2 separate regions of the Sus scrofa genome follow, and region 1 is linked to region 2. A link is a contact called in public HiChIP or PLAC-seq data. All regions are on one chromosome and are shown on one strand. The core of a region is the stretch at or near the end of the contact, and the rest is flanking DNA. Distances in the headings are between cores, read along the strand shown. Region 1 holds the start of LOC100525350 (polyprenol reductase). Region 2 holds the start of KIT (KIT proto-oncogene receptor tyrosine kinase).

Evidence for each region. HiChIP or PLAC-seq counts read pairs in DNA pulled down with a chosen protein or histone mark.
Region 1: a contact with region 2 is called in an H3K27ac HiChIP or PLAC-seq map of skeletal muscle, with 5 times the contacts expected there. The contact joins the promoter of LOC100525350 here to the promoter of KIT in region 2. A contact is called at or near these places in 2 of 2 datasets of contacts at active chromatin or transcription factors (alveolar macrophages and skeletal muscle).

Annotation. Positions count from the first base shown.
Region 1 is chr8:42,023,093-42,028,634 of Sscrofa11.1, reverse strand. It overlaps LOC100525350 (polyprenol reductase), which reads right to left and starts at 4,283. Exons shown (of 7, transcript XR_298920.3): 1 at 3,941-4,283.
Region 2 is chr8:41,399,989-41,405,961 of Sscrofa11.1, reverse strand. KIT (KIT proto-oncogene receptor tyrosine kinase) reads right to left here and starts at 3,628. Exons shown (of 22, transcript NM_001044525.1): 1 at 3,533-3,628. The coding sequence starts at 3,599.

The DNA of each region.
Region 1 (5,542 bases), core at 3,034-5,533, 620 kb before region 2:
AACCACCTGGCTATTTTGAGGTAGAGCTTTCCAGGTAGAGGAAACAGGCAGTGTGAAGGCCCTGAGATAGGAGAAAGAACTAGCAGAAAGGCCCAGAAAACTGGACTGGAGCTACATGGGGGGCAAACCATAAGATACAAAGTCAGTGAGGTGGTGGGACAAGACGGTAGAGGGTCTTTGAGCTCTTCCTGTCTGTTGGAAGCCACTAGATGGTTCTGAGTCAGGAGATGTTATCTGACTTAATACATATTTGCTGACTCCCAGAACTGATCCCAGAACCAGTTAGGGGAGTTTTGGCATTAACTAAGGAAGGGAACTAATGGTTACTGAGTTCTGAGGAGGTCCCTGGCCGTGTGCTATGTGCTTGGATGTCATCACCACCTATATGACAAGCAGATGCAATTATGCTAACATTCTAATCCATAGAACAACCTCTTGTGTGGACCACAGTAACAGCCTCTTATCCAGTCTTCTCCACACAATGACTAGTCATCTTTTCCAACATAAACCACATCATGCCATGCCCCTTCCCCCATCCTAAAGCCACTTTCCACATACTCAGAACAAAATCTAATCTCCACTGTGCTCTGTAAGTCCCTTGTGGGCCATCTGTCCTGGCCTTCTGGAACTGAACTGCCATATCCCTGCCCCACCCCTTCCTGAACAGCCTTTCCAGTGTTGTCACCACCACCCCACATCTTGCTTGGTTAAATAAATGAATGAAAGAGAAGGTATCTCATCCAAAGTTACCCTCAGAGAAAGGAGTCAAGTTAATCAACAAACCAGTTAAACCTAAAACCTTTTTTTTTTCAAATTCATTCAAAACACTGATAATTACTGATCAGGGATTGGGCCAGGGCTATGGCAACAAATAAGACAAAAGTAATTGTATGGAAAGTTTATAGTCTAGAACAAGAGTTCTTTTTTTTTTTTTTTTTTCTTTTTTTTAAGGTCACATTCGTGGCATATGGAGGTTCCCAGGCTAGGGGTTGAACAGGAGCCACAGCTGCTGGCCTACGTCAGAACCACAGCAACGCCATATCTGAGCCTCATTTGTGACCTACACCACAGCTCAACACCAGATTGTTAACCCTCTGAGCAAGGCCAGGGATTGAACCCACAACCTCATGGTTACTAATCAGATTCATTTCTGCTGTGCCACAATGGGAATTCCTTGAACAAGGGTTCTTAACATTTTTCTTCCACAGACTCTTTTGGCAGTCTGGTGATGACTACGGGCCCCTTGCCAAGCAAAAAATACTTAGGGATTACAAACCAGTTATACTGAAATAGAGATAATATAACCACTAAGAAACATATGTGATATAGTAATATACGTGCTGTTTCTTCAACGTGTTAAATAACAAAATCTAGTGGAGAATAACAATATAGTATTCTTACAGTGATAAAAATAATGTTTTGAGATCCCTTCAATATTTTTAATGTAATATTAAAAAAAACCCGCCACGAAATTGCAGGTACTGCTAATGCTACTGTGGTTTGTTGATTACGTTCATCATTAAAGAAATGCTGAACTTTATTTCACTAACTAAATCAGCTGGAAGTTAGTGAAATAAAGATGTAATTTTTTTCAATCTGATTTGCCCCAAATTCTATCCACAGACCCCCCCCTGGACTGCTGGTTAGGACCCCTGAACTCCAGTAGGGAAAGCCTGGATGGTTCTCTTTGTCTCTAGAGCTCATTCAATTGCAGTGTTTCCATAACATTTTGAAATATTAGAAAGAGAAGTACCTCCAAATACACTATGCAAGCCAAGAGCACTTTAACTCATTTTCTAGGTCATATATTTAATCAGACTTTCTGGGAAATCAAAACGCTAGGAACCAAAAAGAAAACAAGAAAAACAATTATCATATTAACTTAAAAAAAAAAAAAAAAGGAAAAATATCAGACAGGGCTACTGAAATCAAACTCCATGAACTCATTTTAGGTTTAATTCTTGTCTCTTTAGGAAAAAATAATCCCAAACAAAATTACCTAAGCTTTTAGATGAAGAAACATGATTTATAGCTGTCCATTAGAAATGGAGTATAGAACTTACAGGCTCATTTCCACTTTTAAGAGTACTACTAAATTTTGAACAAGGAAAAGTTGTATTTATTTATTTTTTGCCTTTTTTTTTTTTTTTTTTTTTTTTTTTTTAGGGCCGCACCACAGCATATGGAGGTTCCCAGGATAGGGGTCTAATCGGAGCTACAGCTGCTGGCCTCTGACACAGTCACAGCAATGCCAGATCCGAGATGCGTCTGCAACCTATACCACAGCTCATGGCAACGTCGGATCCTAATCCACTGAGCGAGGCCAGGGATCGAACCCGAGTCCTCATGGATCCTAGTCAGGTTCATTACTGCTGAGCCACAACAGGAACTCCCACTGGTACCTTTTCAAAATGCAGAAAATAAATTGCTAGAATTGACACTCTCAAAATAATTTTTTTCTTCACTTTATAACATTAAAATAAATGACAACCTAGGAATGCCTCCGCTATGAGGTAGAAAAGTACTTAGTATAGTCGAAACCTGATTAAAAATAGTGACAGGGGAGTTCTCCTGGGGTCTCAGTGGTGATGAACCCAACTAGTATCCATGAGGATGTGGGTTCTATCCCTGGCATCATTCACTGGGTTAAAGATCTGGCACTGTTCTGAGCTGTGGTGTAGGTTGCAGATGCTGCTCAGATCCTGCATTGCTGTGGCTGTGGTGTAGGCCAGATTTGACTGCTAGCCTGGGAACCTCCACATTCCACCAGCGTGGCCCTAAAAAGGCAAACAAACAAGCAAACAAAGCCAAAAATAGTAACAGGAAATTTCCACTTGTAAAGAGCCTGTAATAACTAGTAAGTTTAATCCTCATGTTTGAATCCTCTACTTCTTCCCAGGACCTCATTCCCTTCACTGTTGCTCAGAATGATCTAGTTCTCCCCTCTCAGTGTTAATACCTGATGAATCTTTCTCCAAAATGGGAAGCCACGGTTTGGAAGCCAAGTTTACTTAGGCCCTATCCTGTCTGTGAATATGGGGCACTGCCTACAGAGAGGTTAAGCAGTAAGTGACCAAGGTGTTTATACATCATAAACCCTGTCATATTTCTCCATATTCTTTCCTAAATGCCAACTTAGGACGTACCTCCAAGTAAAGTCATGGCTTTTGTTCCTACCATCTAGAAGTGGGTGGCTCACTGTTCTGGCTATATTCTGAATTTAAAGTAAAAACAGAGAAACAAAAATATCGCCAAACAGGCCTTACAATTTCTGAAAGAATTCTATTTAAGCCCTAACGGTGTAACTTCCCATTAAATTCAGTTATGAAATTTGCTGAAAGTCAAATGGCGCTTGGGGGGACCTGCTTTGCCTAAAACGTGCCATCTCGGGCAATTTTCTCCAGGGGCACCTGCCAAAGTGCGGGTTTGAGAGTCAGTGGCGTCAGCCGGTAACCAGCTTCTCAGACTTAGTCCTGACTGCGAGGATTGATGAGACACATAGGGCACAGAGAGGAGCGAAGGGGGGGCTTGCCTTCATTTCTAGTGAGTTCCGCAGACCTCAAGACAGATGATGAGCCCCTAAAGTGCAGGAGAAGGGAAGGAGGAGAATCTGGGGGCAAAAGAGACTTGAACTTGTGACCAGGCCTAAATTTGGAAGTCTTTCCCCAAAGGAAAGACTACGTGCAACCACCAATTCACCTTCCTGCGCCCTCGAGGATGCGCGCGGCTCAGCATCACCGGTGACGGCGGAACCGCGGCGCATTTCGCCCCCAGGGCCACGCAGCAGAAGCGGGCTGCGCAGGCGGGCGGCCTGTCTGGGAACTCCTCTGGGCCTCCCCGGCCGGGTCCGCTTCGGCTCACGCCCGCCTCTGCTGCCCCCTGCTGGCTGTCTGAGCCCGGCACGCTTTAGCCACCGAGACTCGCGCCCGAGCACGGTTACCTCTTGGGGACATCAAAGGCCCGGCAGATAGCAGGGCGCGGCGGTCCCCCATGCTTCGTTTTTCCATGGCGGATGAGGTCCTGGAAGAGCGCGCAGCCCGGAAGCAGGCGGGGCGGCATGAGCTGCAGCAGGAGGGTCAACAGGAAGGCGGCGGCCAGCGTGAGCCATACGGCGCGCAGCGGGTTCAGTACCAAGAGCTCGGCCTCCAACCGGGGGACCATGGCCGGCACACCCAGCGTCCACGCTCCGGAGGTCGGCAGCGAGGGGCAGCAGAGACGCCAGCACACGCAAACCGCACCCGGGGCTAGCCGGGCGGGACGTCGGTGACGCAGCGCGGGGCGGAGACGTGATAGGCCCCGCCCCTGGGGGAGGCCACGCCCCCTGGGAGGAGACGACGCGCCACCGCGCGGGCTCCAAGGTCTGGGTCCCGCTGATGCTAGCAGGTTGTCCTTTGTCGCTGGTTTGAGTTGGGGTGCCTAGATGGGACCCCAGAATGTGATTGAACAGTATGATTCAAAGAGGCAGAACGGATAAGACGGTGCCTGAGAGTTTTTATTGCAGCATTATTTTCAATGGAAAAGTGGAAACAATGCAGAATGTTCCACTTTAAGGTATTTAGCTAAATTATGGTACAGTAACACATTGGAATGTCATACAGTAATTGACATGGTAATTATGAAAACTAAAAACGCAGTGAACTCTTTACTATAACTGAACCTGTGGACTAAGGGAAAAAAAGCCAATTATAAAATATATAGCTATGATTGCAATTATGTAATGTGAATGTACGGATGAAGACGGTAGATCATACACAAAAATGAATATTATATTAGATAAATGTGTATGATTTGAATACGCAAACTAGAAAATCATGAAGACACTTGCAAATACAAAAATGAAAGTGATAAAAATTGGTCCTTTTCCTGCTGCAGTTCCACTCCACATAGGCAAAGCTTTTAACTTCATCAGCAATTTCTTTTGATATTTACCTCTCTGCAGTAACAGTGTGATTTTTCTTGACTCATCAGTTTTAAACAACATTGATTTTTGGTTAGGACACATGAAAATTTAACCCTTTTAATACTTTTAAAAGCCTTTAAAATGACAATTCCAAAAAATATTATCATATACCTATTATATGACGGGTATCATTTTGGACAATGAGAACAGAGAGGCTTATGGGACAATGTCCTTGACTTTTTGAAGCTTACATTCCTGAGATTGGGTGGCATGTGAGGGGAGCACCAGCCCTTATCCCAGTGAGGTACCCTGTGTGTGTTGTAAATCAGCGTCAGGGAACTGGGTGGAAGGTTAATGTGGCTTGAACAGTCTTTTGCATTGTTAAATGTGCCAGCTTCTTAGAGTTTTGCTTCCTTGTGCAAGGAAACCTCAGGCTGTACCAGTGACTTAAGAGCCATGTGATAAAGGATGGTCACATTGGCCTTCCAGCTGGGACAATGAGATCTCTTTCTATGACCCAGGGTTTTTGCAGGGTCACCTCTTCATTGCCCCTTCACTGTTTTTAGGGTAAGCCCATAGAATCTCAGCTGGCCCTTCTAGGACATCTTTCCAGAAAAGCTACTTGAAGTGCCTTGCAGGGAC
Region 2 (5,973 bases), core at 2,379-4,878:
TTTGTTTGGGGAGAAGGCTTAACTGGCATTATATCTCATAGTGCTCATCCAGGGTAAAGGGCCAGGGGTGGTGCCACATACATTGCTGGGGTGTTTCTCCCTCCCAAGTATATCATAAAGTTATGAGGCTAAGATCACTTTTTATTTATTTATTATTTATTTATTTATTTTTGAGTGGAGGAGGGGAAAAAATTTCAACAGACTCACACCATCATTTTTGAGACACCCTGTCTTCATTTCAGATGGCCTCTAACTGGAACAGTAGAGCTAACACTAAAGCCCTCCTACTTGGGGTCAAATGCCTAAATGACACCCCCCCCACCCGCCACCTCAGGGAAGCTATAATTTAAAGGCTCCCCTCCTTCAATGAATATTTCCTGCAAATTGAGAACACGCAAAATCAGACACCCTCTGACAGGTGATTCTAGGTCTTTTTCCCCAACATTGGGAAGGCAACTTTGGCCATCCTGTATTCCCAGAACCTCCAGCAATGCCTGACATATATGATAGTTACAAACCAATCACTCTGTACCCCTGATTCTGGGCAATCATGTCAATGGATACACTGTTGGGCATAGGGGGCCAATCTCAGGCTTCATGGCTGATTATTTTCGGAACTGGCTTATCCTCAGCCAGTGCCTCCAGCTGTGAGGGGAGGGCTGGTAACAGGACCTACCTCCAGGGCTTGTTGAGAGGCTGGAAATGTCAGGTGACAGCCTGGCACAGGGGCTGGCAGTCATGTGAAATGTAAGGAACATCAGAAAACGTATTGCAATAGCACTGCAGGCATAATTTTTAAAGTCTTAAGAAAGAAATGTGGGGATGGGTGGGAAAGACCAGAATGGGGAAATAAATGAACTATCTGAGATCCCTCCCCTTTTTTTTGTCTTTTTGCCATTTTCCTAGGCCACTCCCATGGCATAGGGAGGTTCCCAGGCCAGGGGGTCAAATCAGAGCTGTAGCCGCCGTTCTATGCCAGAGCCACAGCAATGCTGGATCCGAGTTGCATCTGCAACCTACACCACAGCTCACAGCAACACCGGATCCTTAACCCACTAAGCAAGGCCAGGGCCAGGGATCGAACCCGCAACCTCATGGTTGCTAGTCGGATTCATTAACCACTGAGCCATGACGGGAACTCCTGGGATCCCTTTTTAAGACCATGTTATTTCCAGCAGGATAAGTCCAGCTGCTGGGGATGACTCGAGCCTCACACCTGCAGGAACCAGAAGAGGGGGTGATGATTCACTATTCCTTGCAGGTTCATCCTGCTGGGCACAGGAGTTGTAAACAGTGGGGGGGGGGGTGATGGAGGGTCCTGCGGAGTTGGCATCTCCTAGCGCTCAGAGGGAGCCGAAAGGAGAGCATGTGTGGACCGGGGAAGGCACACACCTCCCTGCTTTAAGCAGAGGCAGACGAGTAGGACACCACCATGCAGTTCCTGTGACCAGGAGAGGCAGGGGAATTTTGAGGAGGCAGGAAAGATTCAAGTAAAGGGTTTAGAAGAAGTGCAGGCTACGCTCATAATATTGGAAAAGGAGGATTTGGGACCCAACGCATCCTTCTTGATGCACATGCCTCGCTGTTCTGTTGAGGACCCTGGACGCTCCCAAATTTAAGGGGCTGCTGGCACAAGGGCACACAGCCAATAAAAGCTGAGAAACCAGAAAAGCAGCACAAGCCTTTGTCACTACACCACAGTGCCCTCCAGGAGCCATACCTTAAAATTCCCTCTGCCCCCCTCCCCCCAAAAAAAGGAAAAAAAAAAATCTCTTGGATGGAGCAGGCTAATTATGAGAAAGAAGCAACTGATCCATTTAATTTTAAAAAGGGAAAACGGTCTATGTAGTTTTTCTTGGGCCCCCATCGGGTCCCCTGCCCATACCTTAACTGAAATTAGAATGTCAAGGCACAAAGATGTAGGGACCAAACGTCTCATTTGAAGCTCAGGCGGTCAAATCCGCTCCCGGAATCCGGACACTCATTCATGATCCCTCCTTCCTCTCTTCCCCCCACAGGAAAGCCCTCACAATGCTTTACAAGACCGGGGAGGGGGAGCTGCATCTTCAGACTTTATGGGAAAACTGACCAGCAGAGTCCCACAATAGTTTTTAGCGATGCTTCCTTTGGAGCCCCTGAATTCCAGTCCAGACTCACTTTCTATCCTTACATCATCAAGGGAGTCTTAACGGTTAAAAAAAATAAATAAAAAATAAAAAAACACCTGAGAAAAACCAGAGCTTCGGCGGTTAGCCAGGCGACTTGCGCACCATCGACACCCAGAAAAAGAGAAGGGGCAGGAATCTGATTGAGGGCTTCCAGGAGTCTGCCGATCCACCTCCTCCACCTGAAGACCCAACTTCCCGCGCACATATAACCGATTTTCACAACAGTTTTAAGATCTAAGTAAGATTTGCAGAAAGTTCCACTCCATCTCCCATTCCCAACCTCAAGCAGCCCGTCTGTAGAGCTATCACCTGGGAGAGGGTGTTGAGAATCTCAAAATTCCCAAGGAAAATAGGGACTTGCGATTACAGGTAAAAGACACGGAGCCGAGGGTATTGCAGAGCCCCGCCAGCCTGGCCGGCACTGTGGCCCGGCATGGGCGGCGGCCGGGGTCGGGGACTGCAGTGTCCCGGCTCACCTTCGCTGCCTCGCCCGGGAGCAGGCAGCAAACGCACCCACCAGCCTCTCCGAGGCGCGTTGCAGGGAAAGAACGGCACCGCGGCAGAAAGGGGCGAGTCTCCAGCACTGGATTTACAAAAGCAAAAAGTCTGCAACCTAGCGGCTGCTTTCCACATGCCCTGCCCAAGTTGTCCCTGGAGCCGCACTTCCAGGTTCCCCGGTTCCAGAACCGCACGCCGCGCGCTCCCCGTGCAAAATGCATAACCAGGGTGCCTGGGACGCCGTAGCCTTCGACTCGGGTCCTGGGTGGCGCCACAAGCAAGAGGCGGCAGCGGGTCGTCTCTAGCGCCGGGGCACAAAGAGCGCCGCGGTTTGGAAAGCAGCTGTCTCAGACCAAAGAAAAGGCTCTCCTGCAACTTCGCTCTCGGTGCGGCTCAGAAGCTGCGAGCCCGTCCTCCCGTGCGCCGGTCACACACGCACAACTTTCAACAAAAGGAAGCAACGGCCGCGCCTCGGCGGGTGGAGATAACGCGCTGGGTGCGAACCCGCGAGCCGCCCGCCTCTGCCTCCGCGCATCGTCGGCACAAAAGCAGCCCTAAACTCGCAGGCACCCCGCCGCCCTCCGCGGGCACCCCGCTCAGCCTAAGCCCCCTCGCCGCCCAGGTTCCCAAAAGACCCGCAGCTCAGCGCCCCCACCCCCAGCGGCAGGGGGGGGCTCCTGGCACAGGTGAGCATGGCTGAGCGCAGGAGAGTTCCGGGGCCGCCCCGAATCTTCCCGGAGGCTAAAGCGCAGCAGCCCCCGGGGGGCGGCAGCCACCTCTTCTGACACACCCGACTGTGTTCGAGCCCTCGGGGGGCACAGGCTGTGCCGGGGGAAGCGGTTCCTGTGCCCGCGGCGCCCTCCCACCTGTCTGGACGCGAAGCAAGAGCTGCAGGACGAAGAGAAAATCCCAGGCGCGGCGAGCGCCTCTCATCGCGGTGGCTGCTCTGGGACCGGAGCTCCTTTCCACGTTCCTGCTCTCGCCCAAGTGCACGGAGCGCGGCAAAGCCGAGCCCCCAGAGCCGCGAGCGCGGAGCAGCAGCCCCTCCTCCCAGTGCCCTCCTCCTGCGCGCCGGCCACGCCCCTTCTCCGCGCCCCTCCTCGCCTCCCCTCCCTCCCTCGCGCCCCGGTCTCGCTCCCTGGCGGCGGCGTCTGACCCCTGCACTTTCGACGTGCTAATCCCAGGGGTCTGAGCCCGCCGGGGAGGGTGAGGGCTAGCCGGCCCCATCCGCCAGCTCTCGAGCCCAGAGTCCCTTCATCTCTCCACCTCTTCTCCCCTGTGATGTGGTCAGGCCGCCAGAGGCGGTTCCCGGTCAAAAGGGTGCTGCCCGCGCGCTTTGTGAAGCTGGGCGCCACGCGCACCTCAGAGCAAGGGCCCGCCACCTGGTAGTGGTCCCCTGACAATAAAGGGCCGCCGCCGCCCCTCGATCACGCTCCCGCGGGAGGAGGCTGGACGCTGCGGGTGGTGGAGGTGGTGCGGGGATAGGAATCGGGGCTGGGGGGTGGCTGGGATTGGTCCCCAACATTCTTCTCCATTCCTGTTACTCGAGGGGGACCAAGCGCGGCGCGGAGCACCGCAGTAAAAGGCTGAGCGCCGGTGTAGGTAATTCTTAATGCTCAGTTTCTCCACCTGCTCCTTAACCTGTAAGAACACAATTGTTTTCTATTGGCATGGCCGACTGAGGCCTATGTGGAGACTGGGGCTTTGAGGTGGGGAGGGGCGCCTTGCGAAGTTTACTCTGGGAGTTTTTAAAACCCTTCTGCAGCAAAGTCGTTGTGCTAGAAGCCCTCTGGGCGCCTTCCCCCTACCCCGTTTTTTTGTTCCTGCTTTCTCTGCCTCTCTATCGGACGACAGTTACAGGGGTGGAGATTCTTGTGTTCCTCTTAGCTGTCCTAGCCTGTACCCAAAGCAAAACAATAGTAAAATGATCCTCTTAAGCCAAGTTCCACTGCCTAGGAAGTGCTTTCCCCAAGGAAACAACAGTATCTGTGGAGGTTTTACAGTTCCTTCTTATGTGGAATGTTTTTTCATGCTCACAATAACGGCTTTGTAGGTAGATATGTTTATTATTTCAATTCTAAAAGTAGCCCAAGATTTATTCAGTTTAAGACTGACTCTAGGTATGATGAGGTTTCCCCACACAGTGTCATAAATCAGTGAAACACCCCTCTAGAAAGCTTAAGGATGGAAAATATGAGTTCCCGTTGTGGTGCAGCAGAAACAAATCCGAATAGGAACCTTGAGGTTGCTGGTTCCATCCCTGGCCTTGCTCAGTGGGCAAAGGATTCCGAGTTGCTGTGGCTGTGGTGTAGGCCGGCAACAACAGCTCCAATTAGACCCCTAGTCTGGGAACCTCCATATGCTGCAGGTGTGGCCCTAAAAAGACAAAAAAAAAAAAAAAAAAAAAGAATGGAAAATAAATGGGAAGTGCCCCTCAGCAAAAGCAGTAGAATAATTTAGATACAGATAATAATCATTTAGATACAGACTAGACTCCTCTCTAAAGTAGCAGCCAAAATTTATAACTAACCAGCCCCCCCTTTATTTAATATTGAAAGCTCTCCTGTTTGGATGTTGATAGGACCTAAATTCCTTTAAGAAAAGTCAATTCTAAAACTAATCACAGAATACATTTAGAATGGATAAGCAATGAGATTGTACTGTACAGCACAGGGGAACTCTATCCCATCTCTTGGGATAGACTGTGATGGAAGATAATATAAGAAAAGGAATGTATGTATGTATGTGACTGGGTCACTTTGCTGTACAGCAGAAATTGGCACAATATTGTAAATCAACTATTTTTTTTAAACAAGAATCATCAAAATTATCACTACTTTATCAATACATATGACTACCTTTCTTTAAATGTATTTTATTTATTCAATAAGCATTTACGTATCTGCTGTGAACAAGGAGGAGCTGGGCACTGGGAGGCATTGTTCGTAGACAGGTGTGGGCCCTGCCACAATCCTTACGGTCAAGTGTGGGAACCCACACCCCGGAGACCTAGCAAGTGGTTCAAGCCATACAGCTGTGGGAGGAGTGAAATGCAAAGCGCTCTGTTTGCGCTCCGGAACATCAGATCACATCTTTTTCTTAGAATGACAGAGATAAAAGCTAGCACTCAAAGCAATCATAAGTTTCTGAGATCTTGATTTATTTCAAAAATCATTCTGTAGTGAGGCAGAAGATGTGTTAAAATATCAACATTATGCCTGAGAGAGAAATTTACAATTTTCTTCTTCAATCAACTGATACTGGAAAGGATAACAAGTCTTCAGAAGAGTGGGTGAAAAGAGACCAT